Linked DNA regions of Rattus norvegicus: all the other regions are linked to region 2. Evidence: chromatin contacts called from public Hi-C data. All regions are on one chromosome and are shown on one strand. Each heading gives the region's core, a stretch centred on a gene start, on an enhancer-like site or on the middle of the called end of the contact. The rest is flanking DNA. Distances are from core to core; before and after follow the strand shown. Region 1 has its middle 250 kb from the start of Rnu6-210. Region 2 holds the start of Smim30l1 (small integral membrane protein 30 like 1). Region 3 holds the start of Tmem168 (transmembrane protein 168).

What was found. Hi-C and Micro-C count contacts between places; a contact is called where the count stands out from the background.
Region 1: a Hi-C map of liver shows a contact between it and region 2, with 2.6 times the contacts expected there. The contact joins the enhancer-like site here to the promoter of Smim30l1 in region 2.
Region 3: a Hi-C map of kidney shows a contact between it and region 2, with 2.8 times the contacts expected there. The contact joins the promoter of Tmem168 here to the promoter of Smim30l1 in region 2. A contact is called at or near these places in 3 of 12 Hi-C or Micro-C datasets (kidney, mammary epithelial cells and psoas muscle).

Annotation. Positions count from the first base shown.
Region 1 is chr4:43,437,452-43,440,722 of GRCr8, reverse strand. No RefSeq gene overlaps it. Among named protein-coding and RNA genes, the nearest start is that of Rnu6-210, 250 kb to the left of the region's middle. Within about 2 kb of position 1,807, at least 1 of the 93 cell types and tissues checked has an H3K27ac peak or open chromatin away from gene starts, as enhancers often do. A contact at or near this core is called in liver, where this site is marked.
Region 2 is chr4:43,107,930-43,111,032 of GRCr8, reverse strand. It overlaps Smim30l1 (small integral membrane protein 30 like 1), which reads left to right and starts at 1,620. Exons shown (of 3, transcript NR_110645.1): 1 at 1,620-1,643; 2 at 1,936-2,029; 3 at 2,450-3,103.
Region 3 is chr4:42,823,544-42,826,723 of GRCr8, reverse strand. It overlaps Tmem168 (transmembrane protein 168), which reads left to right and starts at 1,870. Exons shown (of 5, transcript NM_001014054.1): 1 at 1,870-2,069.

The sequences.
Region 1 (3,271 bases), core at 558-3,057, 330 kb before region 2:
TCTTGTTGCCTTTTTCCCATTCAAAGACTAATTTTGAGTTTGAATGCTGATACTAAGAATTTCTCAGAGGCTGAAGAGATGGCTCAGCAGTTAAGAGCACTTCCAGAGGTCCTGAGTTCAATTCCCAGCAGCCACATGGTGGCTCAAAACCATCTGTAATGGGTTCTAATCTGATCTAATCCGATGCCCTCTTCTACTGTGTCTGAAGACAGCTAGAGTGTACTCATACACATAAAATACAATGAACTTTTTTTTCTAAAAATTTCTGCTAGTAGCAGATTTTTCTTACTTAGAGCCAAAAGCTTGACTGGGAACTACCTAAATAGATTACTACATCCACAGTAATGCATAGCTATGGGTCAGGGCAGCCCTCTACAGCAAGTCAAATATACCCATCATCAACCATAACTAGAGTACCTGAGTTCTAGGTCACCCCCAACATTAATTCTAATTTTGAGACAATAAGAAAACATTATGTGAAATAAATCACACTTCTTAATAAGAATTCATGATTTAAACAGGATCCAACCATGATTACCACGGCCCTCTTTAAGAGAACATGACATTGACAGATTTCCTTGTGATGGATAAGTCAGTCAATCTACACTGCCTTTTATGATGTCATTTTGCCCAAATAGAATTATTTTCATTTTTAATCTCTTTACCAATCCAATGAAATTGGTGGCTCAGGGGAAGCATGGGAAGAAAGCTCTGGGGTCAATAATCTGTGGGGTGGATTCATCATTGGAGGTTTTAACATTCCATAATATAACTGACTCTAGTATTCCAAGGGCCATCACCAATGGACAAGAAAGAATAACTTAGTATTCCTACAGCAGGGCCTAATACATACAAACTGTGCAAGCCACCTCCATAATAGTCTACTAACTATTACTATTTGAGTTTTACAATGCTTAATAAACTCTCCATCTCTCACTCTGACTTTGCTCAAATGATTTACTGTATATTTTAAACTACATGAATAATGATGACTATCTAAATATGAGTATGAGTTTATAGAAAAGTATGACTTAGGGGTAAAGGCAATCCTTGCAGCATACTACTAGGACTTCTGCCCCATCCCCTGCATCCATGCAAAAAGTAATGGGTATGGTGACATGCAGTTATAATCTCAATGTTATTAGACTTTAGTCAAGAGTTCACTAGCCAGTCTTCTTCATCAGTGAGCCAGATCTCATTGAGAGAGCTTCTCTCAAACAACAAGGTGAGTGGATCCTGTGGAAATGCATAAGAGGTTGACATTCCTATACACACACACACACACACACACACACACACAGAGAGAGAGAGAGAGAGAGAGAGAGAGAGAGACTCACAGAGACATGTGTGTCTGTGTGTGTGTGTGTCTACATACATGTCTTAGTCAGTGTTCTATTGTAAAGAGACATCATAATCAACTCTTATAAAGGAAAGCATTTGATTAGGGAGGGCTTGCTTATAGTTTCAGAGGTTTAGTCCAATATTATCATATTGGGGAACATGACAGTACATTGGAGGCAGACATGGCAGCAGAGATCTCTAGATCAATCCAAAGGCAGACACAAGAGAGAGAGAGCAACTGGGGCTGGCTTGTGACTTTGAAACCTCAAAGGCTATCCCTGGTGACATACTTCCTCAAACAGGGGCTTTCCTCCTAATAGTCCCACTATCTGATGACTAAGCTTCAAATCTATGAGCCCATGGGGGTTATTCCTATTCTAACCATCCCATTCCACTCTCTGGCCCTGCAGTGGCTTGTAGCCATAATGCAAAGCTGTTTTTAATTCGACTATGAAAGTTCCCAAAGTCAATAATCTCAACATTGTTTAAAAGTCCAAAAGTTCGAAGTCTCTTCGGAGACTCACGTCAATCTCTTACCTGCAATCCCAGTAAAACCAAAATCAGAAAGCAGATCAGATAATTCCAACATACAATGACACAGAATATACACTATCATTCCAAAATAGAGGGGAGTAAAAAAAATAATGGATCAAAACAAGATCTAAAACTTGCAAGGCAAACTCCAAGTTCTGTATCTACATGCCTGATGTCAGATCTCCAACTCTTTTCACCTTTGTTGACTGCAACGCGCTCCTCTTCCTTGGGTTGGTTCCACGTCCTATTGGCAGCTTTCTTTGGCAGGTATCTGGTGACTCTGGCATCTGTGATATCTCTGAATCTCCAAGGCAATCTAGGCTTCCGCTTCACAGCCTCACACAAAGGTGTCTCTAGATCTCCATGAAGGGAAACCACTGACACATGTCTGACCTCAGCAACTTTCCTTAGGCATGGAGGAAGATTCCATAACCCCTTTTTCTTGCATCCTTGTCCAAATCCGGAACTTTGCGGTCAATTATGGAAGTTACGCAGCTTGCTTGGACTGGAACATGGTCCCCTTGTTCAAATACATTTTCACCAGCTAATAGTCTCTGTTTTATTTTTTTTTATATTAAGCATCTTCCAAAACAGAAGAACTCAAAGATATAGAGCCGTCAAGTGTTCCTGTCTTTGATGGAACTGTGTTTGCATTTTTTTACTTATACATTATGCTTGTTGCCATTGTCACTGACAAATCTAACATTTCCCAGATTAAGATCTGTGTCTTCAGGTTTTACCTCCTGACATATTGTTGCTATTAGTGTCTGAAGTGTTCGAATCGAAGACTGTGTGGAAAGCTATACAGATACTTACAGTACCGTAACGCATGAGAATAATATCAAAGGCAATTAAAGTATAAAGGATGTAAAAGAGGATTGGGTAGTTTGAGTTTCGAGTATAACTGGAGAATTGGGTAGGTAGATATAGGAAAACAAGTGTTATGGTCCATATTAACCAAAATAAGTTGTATGAAGAAGCCTTACAGAAATCTATTAGCTTGTAAGCTAATTAAAAATTGTAACACAGTTTTAAAGGGGTTTTAATATAACTATCCTGCAGGGATAGACAATAGTCCTCCAAGATTATGTGAACCATAATGAAAATCTCAGTACCATGCACTTTCTTATGAGTTACTAATCAGAAGCACCAAATCAACACAGATTATTGTCACTGCTCTATTATCATCAAAACTAGATGGTAACCCAAGATATCAGTCAGTTTCCATGCAGGACATGGAGAAATTAACCTTGACTGATCAGAAGTCTCCCTTACTGGATAAGCCATATGATGCCAAAAGGTGCTACATAGGCTGTTGAGTAAGAAAGGACATCTATAGTTTGACCTAGTGCTGGCTTTCGTGTACTATGTTACTGACTTGTCTAGCAAGATTTAC
Region 2 (3,103 bases), core at 371-2,870:
AAACAGACTAGTTGGAATGCAAAGAAGCAAAAGCAAAATTATAATGGCCTCTAACCTGAAATAAGGTATCAAAAACTTTGCCTTAATTTTCCAATAGGGATAGGACCTAATTAGCAAAATAAAAGCAACTTTAGTTTAAAACTATATTTGAGCCCAAAATATCCCTACATAAATTTGCACCATGCTTTTACAGGTAGACCAAGTCATTACTTAATTTCTAACTATTATTTTTTTTAAAAGATGAGCATGTTTACCATGCATAGACTCTGGAAATTATAAAACTTAATCAAGAAACTTTACAGACTCAGGTACACAACAAGTGTGTACAAGCCCAACTTTAGTCTGCAGACTTCCACTAGTGAAATAAATACATAAGAAAAAAAAATAAAGTCTCCCAAATGAAAACATTGGAATTTAGGAGGAATTGGAAGCCTTTAATAGCAATAGGTCCTATTCCAAAGCTAATTGATAGGAAAGATACAAAGCCAAAAGCAACATAAGACAAATGTAATTAGAATGATTTGTTAAAATAATTAACTTTAGAAAAACAACACTGTCAATCTATCAGACACACCTTGCTTTAATGTGTTTGCCACATCTGGATCTCCTGTAAAATCTTGGCACATTTATTTCATCAAATTATTGTTATTATTGGCTAAAGTTACTGCCAAATGTACTTTGGGAACCAGAAGTATAAATCTTCGCTGTCAGAGAGATATAATTCTGTTTAAAGGAGAACCAACAACACAAGAATACATGCTGGTGATCTTCACTGAACTGAAAGTGCCCTCACTATCCGCATGATTTTTATCTGTACAAGTTCAGTCACCTCTCACTCATCACCATGAGTAACTCACAATGAGAAGATGACAAATTGTCAGTAAGTATGAAAATGATCAGGCCAGAAGTAAGATTTAGATATCCGGATATCTAAATGGATATCCCAGATAACAAGATTTTAAGAATGTTTCATAGTTAATGCTTACAGATGCAAGTGAATACTTTTTATAATGGTTTAGAGTACTAATTTGACATCTTAAAATATTGGGAGGCTGTGGAGAATGAACATTCTGAGAAAGACAGGAATTTGAATCAGAAAAGATCTGGTTATAGGACCGAAACCATATTTTCTAAACCTGCTTTGCACCACAAATGATTCAATATTTTCCAAACTTTCTGACTAAATGTGCTTATTTTCCCCATTGGTTTTTAAAAATTAGCAAATGTCATTAGGCACACTTGGAATATAATTTTTCTGCTGCAGAAATGTTGGAAGGCCCCAGGTTTGAAACCATCCCAAACAGATGGCTCCACTTAGTTACCCTCTCCTGCAGTTATTTCCTCATTTCAGAGTACTAACAAGACATATTTATGCGTCCAGAAATCCTTAACAGGGCAGAAAACACGTGTTGTTGTTTCATTCGTCTTACCACGGATTAACTAAACCTTTTCTTGGACACTCAACCACTCTTTAACAGTAAACCAGAGGGCAAAGTTGAGAAATAACTAGCAGCAGAGCTGCCCCTCAGCCAAGGATCCGAGAGCGCGCTGTGCATGACGGGAGTAGGCGGCGGGGCTTGTGGGAAATGTAGTCTGGCGACACCGCCCTGCTCTCCATTCCTGTAATGGCTGCTTTCAGTCAGGTAAGGCACAAACTCCGCTCCCCGGGATTCCAGGACTGATTCTCCGAGTGCAGTTGCAGAACGCAACAAATTTGCACCCTCCCAGAGCGAAGGAACTCCCGATCTTTATGTCAGATCTCGGGATGAATTTGCTTCTCGGCTTGGTTTCGTTTAGCTATCTGTGTGTGATAACTAACTTTAAATCTAGTAGTCTCTTTTTGAACGAACTGTTAGGGAGTATTTTCTGTACTCGTTACCAATTTCCGTCCTTGCATTTCTTTCCTTATTGACTCTAGCTTCCTCTTTAAAATAGGCTGTGTCACGAGTAACCTCTTAGCCTCAGCATCCGGAAGTTCCAAAGAGAATATTTCACGTTGGATAGAATTTTACATATACCATTGTTTTTGGTAAGTCTTATTAATTCCTTTCAACTTCACAGAGTCACGTGTTGTGTTGTTTGACTTTTGCCAGATTTAGCTGCATTTTCTAGATAGGAGGCATGCTAAGAAAATGTGACTTTTACTTGTTAGGGTATTTTAAGTTTGCAAGTATCTTGTGAATTTTTCCCTCTCTTTTCTAATGCTGTACAGCTGTCCAGTTTCAGTTTGGTCAATGCATATACTGTTGGAATTCCTATCGGAATTGCCGGTTTGAGGGTGTTGTCATGAGATTAACCTAAAATGACTGTCTTTAGTTTTGTCATCTTGAACTGACATCTGAAATGATTCACAAACTCCAGTCTAAAAGACTGTTGTCTATTTATATTGTCATTCAAAAAAGTCAGGCTTTTTTTTAACAGTTTCTTTTGTTCCGTGTTTAATTTCTAGGCAGGTTCAGCCCTCCAGATCCTAACATCATGAATTCAGTTCCAACACAACTGATCTTAGTCCTTACTTCGCTGCTTTTGATCCTGCCTGGCGTTGAAGCAGTCGAAGCTGGAGATGCGATTGCACTCTTATTAGGTGTGGTTCTCAGTGTTACAGGCATCTGTGCTTGCTTGGGGATATATGCAAGAAAGCGAAATGGACAGATATGACTTTGAAGGACTCTTCTGAATTAGACTTCACCCTGACCATTGTGCTGAAAACCCTTGTGCTGTTGAGGCCGAACCCAAGATTTGCTCTCACCTGTCCTCAGAAAGAGGATTACAGTTAGCTGAGGGTTAACACCCTCAGTTAAGAGAATGCTTTCCTGTTCATACTTGTTTCTCCTATGATGGGAGCAGATGGGGTGGGGGGAGAGGCTCTTAACAACAAAGAGTGCAGTAATAATGTGGCCCATAATTTGTATTTGCTGCTTGGGAGGTGGCCAAAGCGAGAGGGCTTAAGTTTGCAAAAGTATTATCTCATACTTTGAAAGTGTTTGTTCAGAATCTAGTAAATCTACATCGTTATTATAATCACTGCCTCTTGCATTCTGGGGGTTCTCTCTTTCATTTGGGGGGTTGGATTGGGTTTTGGATTTGTTTTTTTGTTGTTACT
Region 3 (3,180 bases), core at 621-3,120, 280 kb after region 2:
ACAGAGCTCTGGTGTCCTCAGTGGTCTCCAGGGTGACTATACCATTAAGAGGCATGGAAAACAAAACCCTTCAGATAACGCTAATATATATATATATATATATATATATATATATATATATATATAAAACTATCTATCTATCTATCTATCTATCTATCTATCTATCTATCTATCTAGTGTTGAGAGCTAGTGAGGGTCAGTAATATTTGATCCCCCCTTTCAAAAACATTAAAATGCTGACTATCAGGAACTATGTTAATGTAATTGTGAGAAAAAGTGGATGGGGTGGGGGGGCTACTTTTGAGGAAGTGAAAACAGGCTGCAGTACAGAGCTGGGGAGTGTGGGGGAGTTTGAACTGGAGTTTGTCTTTATATAAAACATTCTCTCTCTCTCTCTCTCTCTCTCTCTCTCTCTCTCTCTCTCCCCTCCCCCCTTCCTGGTCGTACTTGCTCTAAGCCAGAACGTCAGGCAAGCTAGGTAAGAACTCTACCACTGAGATAACACCCACATGCCCTATTTGAGGATTTTGAGCTTTATCTGAAAGGATAAGGCATTTTAAAGGTCGTAAGGTATTTTTAAAACACACATCCTCCCTAAATCCATAGAAGAACCTTGTTGGATAGATGCTATCAGTCTTTGTTTACACATGAGGACTAGGCCTTTGAAATGCTTTGACCTATATGAGGGCTGCAAGCAACTGGAAACAGAATCAGAAGGCAGGCAGAAACTTTTTAGAAAGAAAGGGTTTGTAGGAGAGGAAAGGGGTCTTCATGCTTTTTGCCTGGCCATATTCTATTCAGGCTTCACTCAGAACCTGCTTTTCGGGCTCAACTCTGTATTCCCTAGTAAAATCTAGTTTTTAACGAAGAATGCTATTAAGTCAGTTTAGCTTTCTTTCTTATCTCCCTGTTTTCTAGGTAACAAGTAGTAACCTTTGCTGTGTTAGCAACAATGATGTTATGCCTCTTATCTCCCTTAATGCTATTGTGATTCTCTATCGCTCAAGCTTCCCTATCCCCTGATCCCAGTCTTTAATTTCCCACTTCTACAAGCTCTCTTTTGAATTGAAGCCATTATCTCCTCTCCGTGGCAAGATGGATTTATAGCGGTCCCTACACTTATGGAGACTGTCTTAAATAAAGACCTCCTTAACGACATGTTCTTACAGGTATTGAATATTTTTAAAACTCATTTGTTAAGTGGAGGGGCACACTGTTCCCTTGTATACTCCCAATACAAGAGAAAGGTTTTGTTACCATTTCATAGATGGAGATACCAATTTCAACCCATAAGGCTGCTACTCCACAGTGAAATGCGGTTCTCAGCAGTATCACTATGTTAACTCAAGTGCCATCAGAGTGCAAATTTAAGTCATCTGTGGTGTTTGAAGGTCGCTTAGGACCAGGGACAGCTAGGGCTGTAGAATAAAAATGTTCAGGATGGGGATTAATGGCGAACTTAATTAGAAAAGCAGGCTGAGGCAAGAAGAGACAGGCTTTGAAGATTTGATGAGCATATGCAAAGCCATATATTATACCACCTATATGAAAGAGCCGCACGCCTTCTACATATATTTATAGTCCACTTGCAATTATCCCACTCTTGCTACCCCAGTTTCAGTCCATTCCTAAACTGTGACCTTGCTGCTTTTGAGGCCTGATCTTCGGTGGTGGTCTTCCGGTTCCCTGCTCTTGCTGCTAATAATGGGTAGGAGTTAATCCAGGCCCAGGGTGGGGCTGCTGGCTTTCCCCATAGCGTTTGTAGCACTTGCCTCCTCTAGGCTCGCTGCTGGGCGTGGAGAGCCACTGGGAGGCCGGGCCAGGGAAGGAAGCGCGCATCGCGCGTTGACCCTGACGGCGATCCGTAGCGCCAGCAGTCAGTGGCGGAAATATGGCGGCAGTGTCCGTATTAGAGAAAGTTTCTATCGAGGCCCTGTGGTGCTAGTGCGGGAGGCCTCAGGCTCAGGTCCCCACACCACCTCCAGGTTCTGACTTGGAGGCTTCGCGCCCTTTTGTTTTGTAAGCTTCGCAACGGACGGAGAGAGGCTCGGTGGCGACCACTGATTCAGGTAAGGGGCATCAGAGAGCCGCGGGGCGGCTGAGGTCTGGGGCGCCGCCCAGGGTCCGGCTGACCGGACCAGGCCCCGCCCCGTCGGCCTCCCGGTGGGCAAGATGCCAGCCTGGGACCGGCGACCGCGAAGGGAGGGCGTTCCTCGGTGTCCCTCGTTGCCCCGACCCGGGTGTCTCGTTGTGTCGCCTTGTCCCAGGGTTAAGGGGTAGCGAACAGCCAGGTCCCAGCCCCACTTCTCCATCTCTCCCTAGATAGAGGCCTAACGGGAGAAAAGTTACTATAGCTGTTCAAACGGGAGGCACTTAAAGAGTCCGAGTTGCCATTCTTATAGTTAAGAGGTGGCCTGAAAGAGTTACTAGCAGGAACTCAGAGAAACAAATGCAGTTCTCCAACTCTTGACTGCTTAGTGTTGTTCTTTAAGGTTTTGACACTTCCCCTAGCTGGAACAGAAATAGACTATTTCTGAAAGATTATGAAAGCAATACACTATGTTTTAAAGTCCATTGTCTTAGGACACGGGGAGGACACTTTTCTGTTTTGGAAGAAATTTGGTGAATTCAGTAAAGGTTGGAGTAAAGCTAGGAACAAACAAACCAAAAATTTCTGGAATCTCCCTTAACTACTAGTACTAGCTATGGCATATTAGAAAGCTGTTTATTTTATCTGCATTTCTTAAGTAGTTGTTTCTATTATTAGTCCTTCCCCCATCCCCCAATCTTAACAAATTGAATGTTAACTTGATACTGAGCACTCATTGTGGAAGACAGATCTCCCCCGAGATTTTGTGACCTAGTGAAGAATGCAGACGTTAAACAAATGGTGAAGAAAAAAGAGTAGTTTTACTTTTCCATTTCAGAGGGAATGGTCAAGAGGCGATTCTCCTAAGAAAATACTTTTAAGCCCAGACCTGAAGAGTTTGACAGATAAAGGGCAGATGGGAGGAAAAGGAGTGTGTCCAGAGAGGGCATGGCATTTATGTAGTTCATAATTGAAGTGTCAGTGTGCTTGGAATAAAAAGTGAGAAGAAGAGCAGTAACAGTTGGGGCAGTTATTCCTGCCCAGTTTGAAGTGCCCTATAAGGCACTGAAAGAGTTTAGACTGTAATTCCA